Regions from separate parts of the Sus scrofa genome. Here region 1 is linked to region 2. A link is a contact called in public HiChIP or PLAC-seq data. All regions are on one chromosome and are shown on one strand. Each heading gives the region's core, a stretch centred on a gene start, on an enhancer-like site or on the middle of the called end of the contact. The rest is flanking DNA. Distances are from core to core; before and after follow the strand shown. Region 1 holds the start of LOC100515824 (insulin receptor substrate 1-like). Region 2 holds the start of MOSPD3 (motile sperm domain containing 3).

Region 1 (5,331 bases), core at 1,876-4,375, 37 kb after region 2:
CTCCGGGGCTCCCCCGCCCCCTCCCGGCCCCCCAGACCTCGTCTCTGACCACCCGGGTGCCAGTGGTGCCCAAAGCTGTTCTCACTGCACTGACCCATCTCTCCCACGAACCCCAGACACCCATGGTCCATAGCCTCTCTGGGGGCAGAGTGGGCCCCCTACTTCCCCAGGCAGGTTCTGTTGACAATAAAACAGTGTTGGTTTGCAGACAAGTTCCTCGTGGTAGATAGCAGAGTGGGTTGTGGAGGCAGGGATGGGGTCCCCTCCTCCACCACGGTTTTGGCTGCCCTCCCCACCCCCTCCAGGGCGGGGGAATCCATGGACCTAAGATCTTTCCAGCTGACCAAGCAGGGAACCTTTAATGTCGGGGGCGGGGTGGGGAGTCTAGTCTCTTAGACTAATTATATAGGAAGCAAGGACTCCATCAGCTCTGCCAGCTCTGGGAGCAGGGAGGATCGTGAGCACAGAGCTGGCGTTGGGAGAGGGAAACTAGGGAGTAAGGGGGTGCCTCACTTTGGGGAGGCCCTAGTGTAGGACTCCTGGTGCTCTGGGGCCCCAGGAGTTCAGCCCTGAGGCTGGACGTGTGTGTATGTCTCGGGGGTGGTTCTTTGGCTCCAAAGATACACCAGGCCAGCCCTGCGGGCCTGCGGGGGAGGGGCAGGGGCAGGTCCAGGTCCATATCTTCCGCAGCCGAGGCCGGGGCAGGGGCCTGACTTAAGGCTCTGGAGTGATGCTGCGGGGCCTCTGGGGGAAACAGGATCAGGGCTTTGGCTGAGAATGTCCAGAAATCTGTGAGGTTGTGGAGGTTTTGGGGGTTTGTTTTCAAGGGGAGGGAGAGTTCTAGAATTTTCTCCCTTAAAAGAATCCAGCTTCTTGGGGAACCTCCTCCCAAAGATTTCCCAGGCGGCACAGCTGAAAGGGGCGGAGTGGGCACCAGGCCCCAAGAAGCAGCTTAGCAAGCCTCTGCGGGTCACACCTCCTAGGGGACATCTCTGCTTTAGAGCCTCTCCGTCTCAGGGAAGGGGTCTGTGGGGTTGAGGGGCGTGGGCAGGAAAGCACTCTTAACTTTGCCCTGTTTTCTCCCGCCGTCTCCGTCTGTCAGTTAAACCAGACGGGGTTGCCAGGGTCTCCTCCCTCGGGCCTCCCCAGAGTTCTGGAACTCTATGCGGGCGTAGCTGTGCGGGCCGTGCCTGGCCCCGGGGGCGTTGCCTCCCGCCTCCAGGGGAGGGACCAGGTCCAGGTCGACGTAGTTGAGGCAGCTGGCGGGGGTTTCGGGTGTGGCTACGTGGTCCGAGTACTCGATGCACACGTACTCCCCGGCCAGCTCTGACGGCGGCTGCAAGCAGGGCTGAGCCCCTGTGGGGCCCCAGCTGCCTCCGACGCGCAGAGGAGGGCTTTGGAGCCCCGTTTCAGGCTCCCCGGCCCCAGGCCTGTAGGAACCGGGCAAAGAGCTCAAGAAAAGGGACCGTGGTGCACAGCGGCTCATGGACACGTATTCAGAGTGCCCGCCATCCAGAGGTGGCTGATGGGGAGCGGCTTTGGCCGAGGCAGGGAGGCCCAGGGGCGCCATCACCACGTAGCTGCTGGCTTGCCCGTCTCCCATGGGCACGTAGTCTCTCCTGGCTCCCATGGTTATGTAGCCCCCGCCCCGCCCCAACCCCTCAGGCTGTGAGGCCGCTGCCCCCAGCATCGCCAGCGTCTTAGGGGTTGCTTGCTCGCTCCTCTCACTAGGGCACCCCAGACGGTTCAGGCTGCCTGACTGAGCCGCAGAGGCTGGGGTCTCAGAGGGTCTGGGGGCCCTCGTCGGGGGCTTTCTTGGCAGTGGCTCAGTCCTGCCACTAGCACCAGTGTCCCCGATTCGCTTCATGGCGGCCAGGACAGTCTCGTGAATGCTTTGGGCCATCACAGCATCGGGCGCCTGTAGCCACAGCTCCCCGGGACCTGTGGGTGCTGAGCGCCCGAGCTCCAGGAAGAAGAAAGAGTCTGCGTGACCACAGCGGCGCACGCTGAGCAGGGACAGGCGCAGGGCTGGGGGCGGAGGTGCCTGGGTGGCCCTGGAGCTTCTGCCCCTGGGCTTCCGCAGCAGGCTCAGTACCCCGGAACCCAGGCACAAGCAGTAGCCGCCGCTGCCCAGGCCTCGTGTCTGCCCCAGCCCCTTGGGCCGCAGCGTCACGGGCCAGATGTCCTGAAACGGAGCGAGCATCCAGGCCTCGGGGTCCTCGTGGGAGCTGGGCCCTGGAGAGACAACAGGCGGGTCACAGAGCTTCTGGGCCGGGAGCTTGGAGTCAGTGTGCCCCGGGGACTGACAACGCGTAAACGCTTCATTTTGGATTGGATTTCGGAGACCTGGGGGAGGGACAGCCTACGGATAAGCCAAATCCACGATCACCCCCCCCACCCTCCCACCCTGGGCTTGGGCCTCACCGGCGGCGGCGCGCGCCTCAAGCAGGGCGCTGTACCACGCCTGCTGCTCCGCCTCGCTGGCCGCCGCCACGCCCAGGCTGCGGTCGGCGGTGAAGAGGAAGATCAGGTGGCGCTGGCGCGCGTCCACGCGCTTGCTGATGGTGCACGCGCCCGTCAGGCTCACGCTGAGCTTGGGAGCCGCTCGGCCGGCGTGGAACTTCTTCTCGCTCTCGTAACACTCGAGGCGCGGCGGGTCCGCGCGGAGCACGAAGAAGCGGCGGTGCTGGGACTTGTGCTTCCGAAGGTGGCCGCAGAGCCGCACGTCAGCCGGGCAGGCCCAGGGCGACAGCGGACCCAGGGCCACGTCGGCCGACTCAGACTCCGGGGCCGTCGTGGGGCTGCCGCCGCCGCCGCCTCTGGGCTTCATCCTGGGCCAAAGGCGACCAAGTGGCCGGAGCAGGAGCGGAGACGGCTGGGAAGAGGCTCGCCGAGGTGGGGTTCTAGAGGTAGCGGTCCCGGGGGAGGGGGCAGCGTCCTGACAGGCTGCCACTGCCTTAATGCCCGGCGTCTCTCTCCCCCGCTCCCGACTTGAAGTTTGGGGCAGGGGGTCTGCAGTGGCCCCTCGCTGCGCGCAGCGTGTGACCCAGTGACTGCTCGACGGCCTGAGACACCCGAGGCTCCGCCGGGCTCGGAGCCTCAACCCAGTGGCCTCCCGCCGCCTCCTCTCCCCTCCCTCCCAACGCCGACTGCGCCCAAGTCCCCACCCCCGCGAGGTTAACCCTCACGCGCCCCGGAGCTGGACTCCGCGCGGTGGGCGTGGAGTTTGAGTTGCCGAGTGCGGGAGAGGCGGCCTCGGCCTGGGCTGGTGCCGGGGCGGGGAGGTGTTGGGGGCGTCTCTTCTGACCCGACCTGAGCGCGGAGAAAGCTGTGAGGTGAAGAGAGTGTGCGTGGAGCTACGTCCGTGGTGACCGCTGGCGGCCTCGTCCGCAGTCCTGGAGGTAAGGGGGCTGCTAAGCCGGCTGCCTTTACAGCGGGACCCCCTTCCGGCTCTAGGCCGCCAGCACCCGTGTCCCCTGCCTCCCCGGTCCCGCTCAGAATGGTTCTGTTCTCTTCCTTTCCAAGTAATCCTAGGAGCCAGGGCCGCCGAGCACTGGGCTAAGTTGACCTCGGTGGAGCTGGAGGTTCAGGTTCTCTGCAGGGTTGGGGTGACAGGAGGTGTCTTCATGGGGGTACCCTTTGCCCCCTTGCATCCCAAGAAGTTTGAAATGGGGTTGGGATTCAGGCACTTTTACATCCATTTCTTTTTTCCCCTTTTTCAGCCACACCTGCCACCTATGAAGGTTCCTGGGACAGGAATCAAATCCGAGCCTCAGCTGCGACCCGTGCCATAGCAGGAACGCCCTACACCCGCCTCTGATCCTTCCAAGGACCACCTGCTGACGGCGGGGGCCATGGCGCTGGTCAGTGTACACTCTGCAAGACAAACCACGGGTTGACAGGTGGGCCTTAGAGGACCTTATGATATCCCTGTCCTGGCAAGCAGGATACCTGAAGGGCCCTGGGGGAGCTGAGGGTTGGGGAGGGGAAGGGGGCAGCTGTGGCCCCAGTTAAAGATGGTATTTGGGGGAGGAGTGCCTTCAGGTGAGGAAGGAGCTGTAACAGGAGTACTGAAGCAAGGCCATCTGGTTCGTTTTCATAGACTAGTTCAAGGGTCAGGAAAGCCCAAGCAGGGCTGGCGGGGCTTCCCACCCAGGCCTTGGAGGAAGGAGCTGGGATACCAGAGGAGCCAATGGTTTAGTGGACAGGGAGGCTGGCATCCTCGAACATCCTTTACAGGTCATGTTGCAAGCATGATGCAGGGCACTGCCTGGCATTGTGAGGATGGGCATCTGGCCAGCAGGCAGGTGGTACCCAGTGCCTACTCCAGGTGCCTCTCAGGTCAGCCAGCGCCTCTCTAAGGTGCGGGAGAGGTGCTGGCAGCTCACGTGGTACATGGGGGGGCCTGTGGCAGCCTCCACCATCAATAGGTGTTGGCCAGGGAGAGGCAGATATGTCATAGATCCTTAAGCTGACACCAGGACATAAGTATGTCCCCGGCCATCGCCTCCAGTGTAGCCTTGACATATGCACCATGTGCGAAGTGGCAGGAACACAAAAGACATCTGCTGGCCCCTCCCTTTCCTAGTCTTGGTGCTGCCCTAAGGAGCAGGGCACCCATGGAGCCCACGTGCCTGCTGTGCTCCTGGCTGGAGCCTTCCTCCCCAGGCTTGATTTGAAGCTACCCACAGGAGGGCTCTTCACAGCCACTCCTTCCTGCTCCCATCATCCAGTCCCCCTTGCAGCAGTCCAGTGCTTGTGAAATCACAGCCACTGTCACAGAGACCAGCCTAGACCGCCTCGCGTCTTTGACTCTCTAAGTGCTGGGTACATATAAAGCAGGAAGCAGCAGGGATCCCAGTGCCTGGGTCCTGGGCGGGTGGTCGAGTGGGTTGGTAATCAGTGCCAGGTGATTTAGCTTGCTGGGTACCAGGAAGAGCCTGGAGCCCAACAACTGACCTCATCAGTTGCCCTGGCAACAGTATTGCCCTTGGCTCTACCCAGACAAGATTTATTTTAGCCTGTTGCCCTGGTAACTAGGGTTGCTCCCTAGGGACAGGAAGTTGCAGAACCTCAGCTCTGCTGGGTGAGAGCACCTCCCCCAACCTGAGGGGCTCCACCTGCGTGTCCCTGCCGGGCGCAGGTGCAGCGCGCCCTTGGGGCGAGATCTCCGCATTCCAAGTGCCTGCGGGAGACTTGTTACCAAAGAGGCACCTACAGGGAGGAGACTGGGGCACTAAGGCCAGGATCTTCTCCTGTGGCCCTCTCTCCTCCATCCCAAGTTGTCACTCCTCTGTGGAGGGGGACTCAGGGACAGTGCCATCCCCTTCT
Region 2 (5,319 bases), core at 2,746-5,245:
TGAAATATTTTTTTTGGCCATGCCTGAGGCATATAGAAGTTCCCAGGCTAGGGATTGAACTGGCACCATAGCAGCTACCCAAGCTGCTGCAGTGACAATACTAGGTTACCTGCTGTGCCACAAGGGAGTTCCCCGTGTGTGTGTGTGTGTGTGTGTGTGTGTGTGTGTGTGACTTAAAACAATGATCGTTTGTTGTTTCCACTCTTGGCTTTAAAGATGCAGGAAGGGGTCACCACCTAAGGAACGCAGATGGCCTCTAGAAGCTGAGAAGTTCAAGGAAACATTTTCCCCAGGTGCCTCCAGAAGGAACCAGCCACGCTGACACCCTGATTTTATCCCCAGAAGACTCATTTTGGACTCTGGATCCCCAGAATGGTAAGAGAATTAATTTGGGTTAAGTCACTAGTTTGTGAAAAACCGTTACAGAAGCCACAGGAACCTAATACCCACCTCCTCCAACTACCGCCAACTCAGTATTGTTTTCTAAGAAATTTACTTAAAAACAGTCTGTCCCAGAGTTCCCTGGTGGCACAGTGAGTTCAGGATCTGGTGTTGTCACTGCTGTGCCTGGGGTTGCTGCTGTGGCCCTGGAACTTCCACATGCCACGAGGTGCAGACCCCACCCCCCAAAAAAGTCTGTGTTTGAAGCCCCTGTCACCCCTTCATAGCTTTGCCTCAGAAAGTCTCCTGATCCCACAGACAACGAGAGGCCTTTTCTCAGCAAATACCAGCAAGATCATTAACGTGTGCTATCTTAAATGCCTTCTTGGAGTCCTGGGCAGAGCCAGCCCAGTGTGAGTGGTTATCATTCATACACTTGCAATTGGTGAGGGGTTTGCTGGGCCACGGTGAGCGCCCTATCCTAGACACAGGCTACAGAGCCATTCTCTGCTCATGATTGGGCCCACACCCCATTTGCACCAGCTCTGGCTGTGGGAAGGACAGGACTCAGGGCAGGGAGGCGGTTCCCAAGGCCCCCAAAGTAAAACTGGAACAACTGATAACCTTCCAGCAGCATAACAGACTGAGTCTGTCTTCATGTTGTCTTGTTCCCAATCAACAATCTGCCAGTGTCACTGGCTGCCCCTCCTCCTTTCCTCCCGCCTAGCCTTGCATCTGAAGGAGGGCCGGAAGCCTGCCTTTCAAGAATCCTGTTCTTTTCCTTTGCCTAAATGTCTCCTGCCTGGTTAGGCTGAGGTCATGTCGGGCAGGGCTCTTTCTCCCCCATCTTGGCAAGGACCTTAGTGCTTCTGACCCACAGGGGTCGAAGTCAAAGGAGGAGGCAACATAATAGCAGATAAAGGGGCGAAAAGGCAGACTAGGATTCTGGGGATGGGAAGCCTCCAGCAACCCTGGCAAGAGGCTCTGATGGCTCAAGATGGTGAGACCTGAGTTCTGCAGCAGGTATGATTAGATGCTATTTTTGTTTGTTTCTTTTTAGCTTAGGTGGGTTCCTTAGGGATAGGACCTAATCCCTAGGATAGGGCTAAGGGCAAATATTAAGAATCAACTTTCCCAGTTCCCTTAATTAATTAATCAATCAATTTATGCATGTATGCCACCCTTTGGCATAAAGAGTTCCTGGGCCGGGGATCTGATGCAAGCCACAGCTGTGACCTAAACGCCGGATCCTTAACCCACTGTGGTGGGCCAGGGATGGAAACTTTGTCCCAATCCCATTGTGCCACAGTGGGAACTCCCCAATTCCCTCATTTTAGAAGCAGAAACTGAAGCTCAAGAGAAATGAAATGACTTGCTCAAGGTACACTGTTCTTCTGGGGCAGCACAAGGCCTAGCACCCAGTTCTTCACTGGGCCTCTTCACGGCCCCAGGTGCCAGGTCCCCAGTGGGTAGGAAGAACTGGAGGAAAAAAAGTGGAAAGAAAGGGGACTGTTCCCTAAACGTCTTAGCTCAACTTTACAAATTTATTTTATTCAACTTGGAAATGAATACAAATCCCTGGGTTTTGTCTGTGTAGGGGTGGGGGGATGGGCAGGAGGGAGGAAGAAGGAAGCAGGCGTGGCGGCAGGGTTATGAGCATCACAGTGGCTGTCTCATGTCCACGTCCACGTCCCTGCCCGGGGAGGGGGGTGGTGGAGGTGGAGCAGGGAGCTCAGATCCGGAGGAACACCATGGTCAGGAGGCCTGGAGAGGGGAGAACAAAAGAGCAAGGTCGTATATGCAGCCGGGGGCCCTGGAGGCCCCCTTTCCAGTCCCGGCTCCCCCTCTCTGGGCCCACATCCTCTACCACCACCACTGTGCTCACCCAAGACGTAGGCTGCCACCAACTTCTGTCCCAGGGAGACGTGCAAGATTGGGGGCAGCTGGCTGCCAAGTTCATCCTGGAGCGGGAGCAGCAGGAAGGCCACCGAGACGATGCCCATCAGCAAGAAGAGGAGGAAGGAGCTGGTGGCCAGTTGCGGGTGGGGGTCTGGGAAACAAGGCCTGTCAGACGCTCCAGCCCGCACTCCTGCCCAGCCCAAGGTCCTACAGGGAGGAGGCTGAAGATGGAAGGTGTACCTACTTTTCGTTGGACACTGGAAGTGTCCTCTCCTCCCTGGAGCCTCTGTCCCCACAGCCACAAGACACCCTCTCCCCTTTGGTCCCTCATCATTCTTCCTCTCTCTTCACTCTGTCTTGAATACTGGCCCTGCTTACTGGTCTATCGGGCAGAGACCCCTGTCTCCCACACATACACAACTTGGGACGGCAGGAGTTGCTCAACCTACGCTTCTTATTGAACTGAACTTGGCTGATACATGATGGGAAGTACTGAAGTCAGAGCTAAGGGAAACATTTTTTCCCCCTCAGTGGAAGCCAGAAACCAACCTGATGTAAAATCTCAACTCCTAGGTAGGTTTCCACCAAAAAGCAAAAGACTGAACCGGAGGCCTCTTCACCTCCAACTGAGCTCATCTCTAAGATCATGCTAGGTCCTCCCTCCCTACAGAACTCTCAGAATTCCCATCCCCAAACTCACTCTCTGGGAAGTGTTGGGCCGAGGGTGGAGCGGTCCAGGAAGGGGGCCCTGGGTGGGGCGTTGGGTCAGGCTGTCCCTGAAGCTCAGGGGGGTACGTTGGGGCCCTCAGAACTGAGGTGATGTCCTTGCGCCCCACCACTCGGCCCTCTGTTCCTTCCTCAGACAGCTCAATGCGGAAGCGGTCCTGGACGTCATAGTGGCTGGGATTGGGGGCCACGTGGCGAATCACACTGGTCTCAAGAAAGGAGAGAGGCCCATTGAGGGGCCGTGATCCAAGTGGATCCAGGCCCCACCCTCCCAGGAAACTTTCCCTTAGGGACGCAGACAGAGGGGTGGGTAAAACAGATTGAAGAGGACAAGGTCTGGGACCTAAGGCCAAAGCACAGTAAATCAGAGAACTATTCTGGCAGCAACCCCTGGCTTTCATCAGCCTCTCGACCCCTCCCCTCCCAACTCACATGTCAATGCAGGATTGAGGCTTCACATATCCTTCCGCGTCAAACACTGTGTATTTGGCAGGTGCTGTGCACAGAACTGGAGGAAGAAAGCACAGAGAATGATTATTGCTTCAGGGACCCTGTACAAGCCCCGCCCATGGAGCGCCTTTGCCTCCTACCCCGCCCCCCCACCTCCGATCATCCATTCTGCCTAGGCTGGACATACGACCGTACTCATCTGACTGCTCAATCCATACAGCTCCCCAATTTTCTTCTGCCAGTCCCCAGATCCTAGCGCGAGACGCCCATCCCCTTCACCTCGGAAGCGAAGCACTGCTCCCGTGGGGTTATAGAGGGTCAGCAACTGCCGGGGGCCGCTCCGCTGGTCCGCCCTGAATACTAGATCCGGGGGAAAGACGAGGACCGGGACAACAGGTCCCGAGGGAGCAGGGGCGCCCCGGGACCCCCGCCCAGGAGCCCCCGAACCCACCAGCTCCTGGTCCTGGGGCGCCCCACGGCGCATGCAAGCTCTGGGCGGTGGAACATCCGAGGGCAGAGTTCAGGGGACGGGCCTGGAGGATAGAGCTGAGGGGCGAGAGGGGTGAAACGGAACGGGATGAGACCGTAGGGCAGGGCCTGGACTGATGCTGCCGCCGCCTCGGAATCCCGCTAGATGAGGCCCCAGAAGACAGGCCCAGCCCCCCCAAACCCTTCCCCTCTCCAGCTCTGCCTTGGGTCCCCTTAGGCCCCGCCCCCAAGCTCTACCTCGAGGGTCACGCCCACCTCGTAAACCCTGCCCCTCCCAGCTCCCTGCCGGGGCCCTTGTCTTCAGTCCGGGTTCCTGATCTCCATAAGCCCCGCCCCACTCTGCAGCATGCCCCGCCCCTTCCGGGCGTCCCTGGGCACTTGCCCAGTCTGCCCCCCCAAGACTCTACTTGCCGCAGCCGCCTCTTCCGGGGCTGTCCTTTCCGTCTTCTGTTTTCCCGAGACCTGTATTTGTGCCTCCGACCCCTCCCTGAGCTCAAGCCGACGCTTATTCGGACTTCCGCCTCCGAATGGCCGCTCTTGCTATGAAGCTCGCCTTCTGGTCACAGCACCTGCCAATCAGCTTTTGGCTGTACTAGGGCTGCCATCTTCCGGAGAGACCGTTTCACTCTTCCGCCGTACGGGCTCTGTCATTGGCCAGCGCCGCCTGGTTTCAGCCGTAAGTGCGCCCATCGGTGCACGTAAAGAGGTGATTGGCTTCATCCTAGTGACGTAAAACTTTACGAGCGTCTCTAGAATGCTAACCCTGGCATAAGCGGGGGTGGGGACCCGGGCGGGGCTGGGAATGGGTCTTTGTTCCTTCTCCCCACTCTGAGCCCGTCCGAATCACTAGAATTTACCTCCCACGAGAGAGCCCTCTTTCTCTACTATCCCAGGTCCTCCTAGAAGCCTTCGCAGCAACAAAAACCGTTTGCTACAGAACTAGTTGGAAGTAGCTCCCAGTTGGACTGGGATCTCAGCCCAAGGTTCTTCTGATTCCTTCCTGCACGGAACTCACTCGGAAATCACTTATATTTGCTACTTGCTGAATTAAGAGTCAGCCTTGCTACTTACGTCATCCCACCGAATCTTCAACTCCCTTCGCAGAGGAGGAAACAGCTTCAACAAGGTGAAGAATCTTGCCCCAGGCCACACCTTTGGTTAGCAGCAGTGGAGCAAAACAAAGTTATCTTATCTGAAACCCTTCTCTGAGCGCCCTATCAAATGTAGAATCTCCCTTTGCCTGTCCTTTTGTCACGCTTTTGTTTTCTTCACAGCACTCATAGAGCTACTTGATAGCATGTTTTAGTTTATCGCTGCTCCTGTAGAATGTACCTTGCTCTCTACAACAGTAGGGACTTTGTTTTGTTTTATTTT

What was found. HiChIP or PLAC-seq counts read pairs in DNA pulled down with a chosen protein or histone mark.
Region 1: a contact with region 2 is called in an H3K27ac HiChIP or PLAC-seq map of alveolar macrophages. The contact joins the promoter of LOC100515824 here to the promoter of MOSPD3 in region 2. A contact is called at or near these places in 2 of 2 datasets of contacts at active chromatin or transcription factors (alveolar macrophages and skeletal muscle).

Annotation. Positions count from the first base shown.
Region 1 is chr3:8,492,330-8,497,660 of Sscrofa11.1, reverse strand. It overlaps LOC100515824 (insulin receptor substrate 1-like), which reads right to left and starts at 3,125. Exons shown (of 2, transcript XM_013995453.2): 1 at 2,425-3,125; 2 at 312-2,235. The coding sequence starts at 2,830. The coding sequence ends at 1,103. LOC106509647 (a long non-coding RNA gene) reads left to right here and starts at 2,499. Exons shown (of 7, transcript XR_002342293.1): 1 at 2,499-3,401; 2 at 3,723-3,902. SAP25 (histone deacetylase complex subunit SAP25) reads left to right here. Exons shown (of 6, transcript XM_003124361.5): 6 at 1-212. The coding sequence ends at 133. LRCH4 (leucine-rich repeat and calponin homology domain-containing protein 4) reads left to right here. Exons shown (of 23, transcript XR_002342282.1): 23 at 1-205.
Region 2 is chr3:8,530,421-8,535,739 of Sscrofa11.1, reverse strand. MOSPD3 (motile sperm domain containing 3) reads right to left here and starts at 3,995. Exons shown (of 5, transcript NM_001195356.1): 1 at 3,736-3,995; 2 at 3,439-3,514; 3 at 2,981-3,210; 4 at 2,267-2,431; 5 at 1,912-2,145. The coding sequence starts at 3,940. The coding sequence ends at 2,114.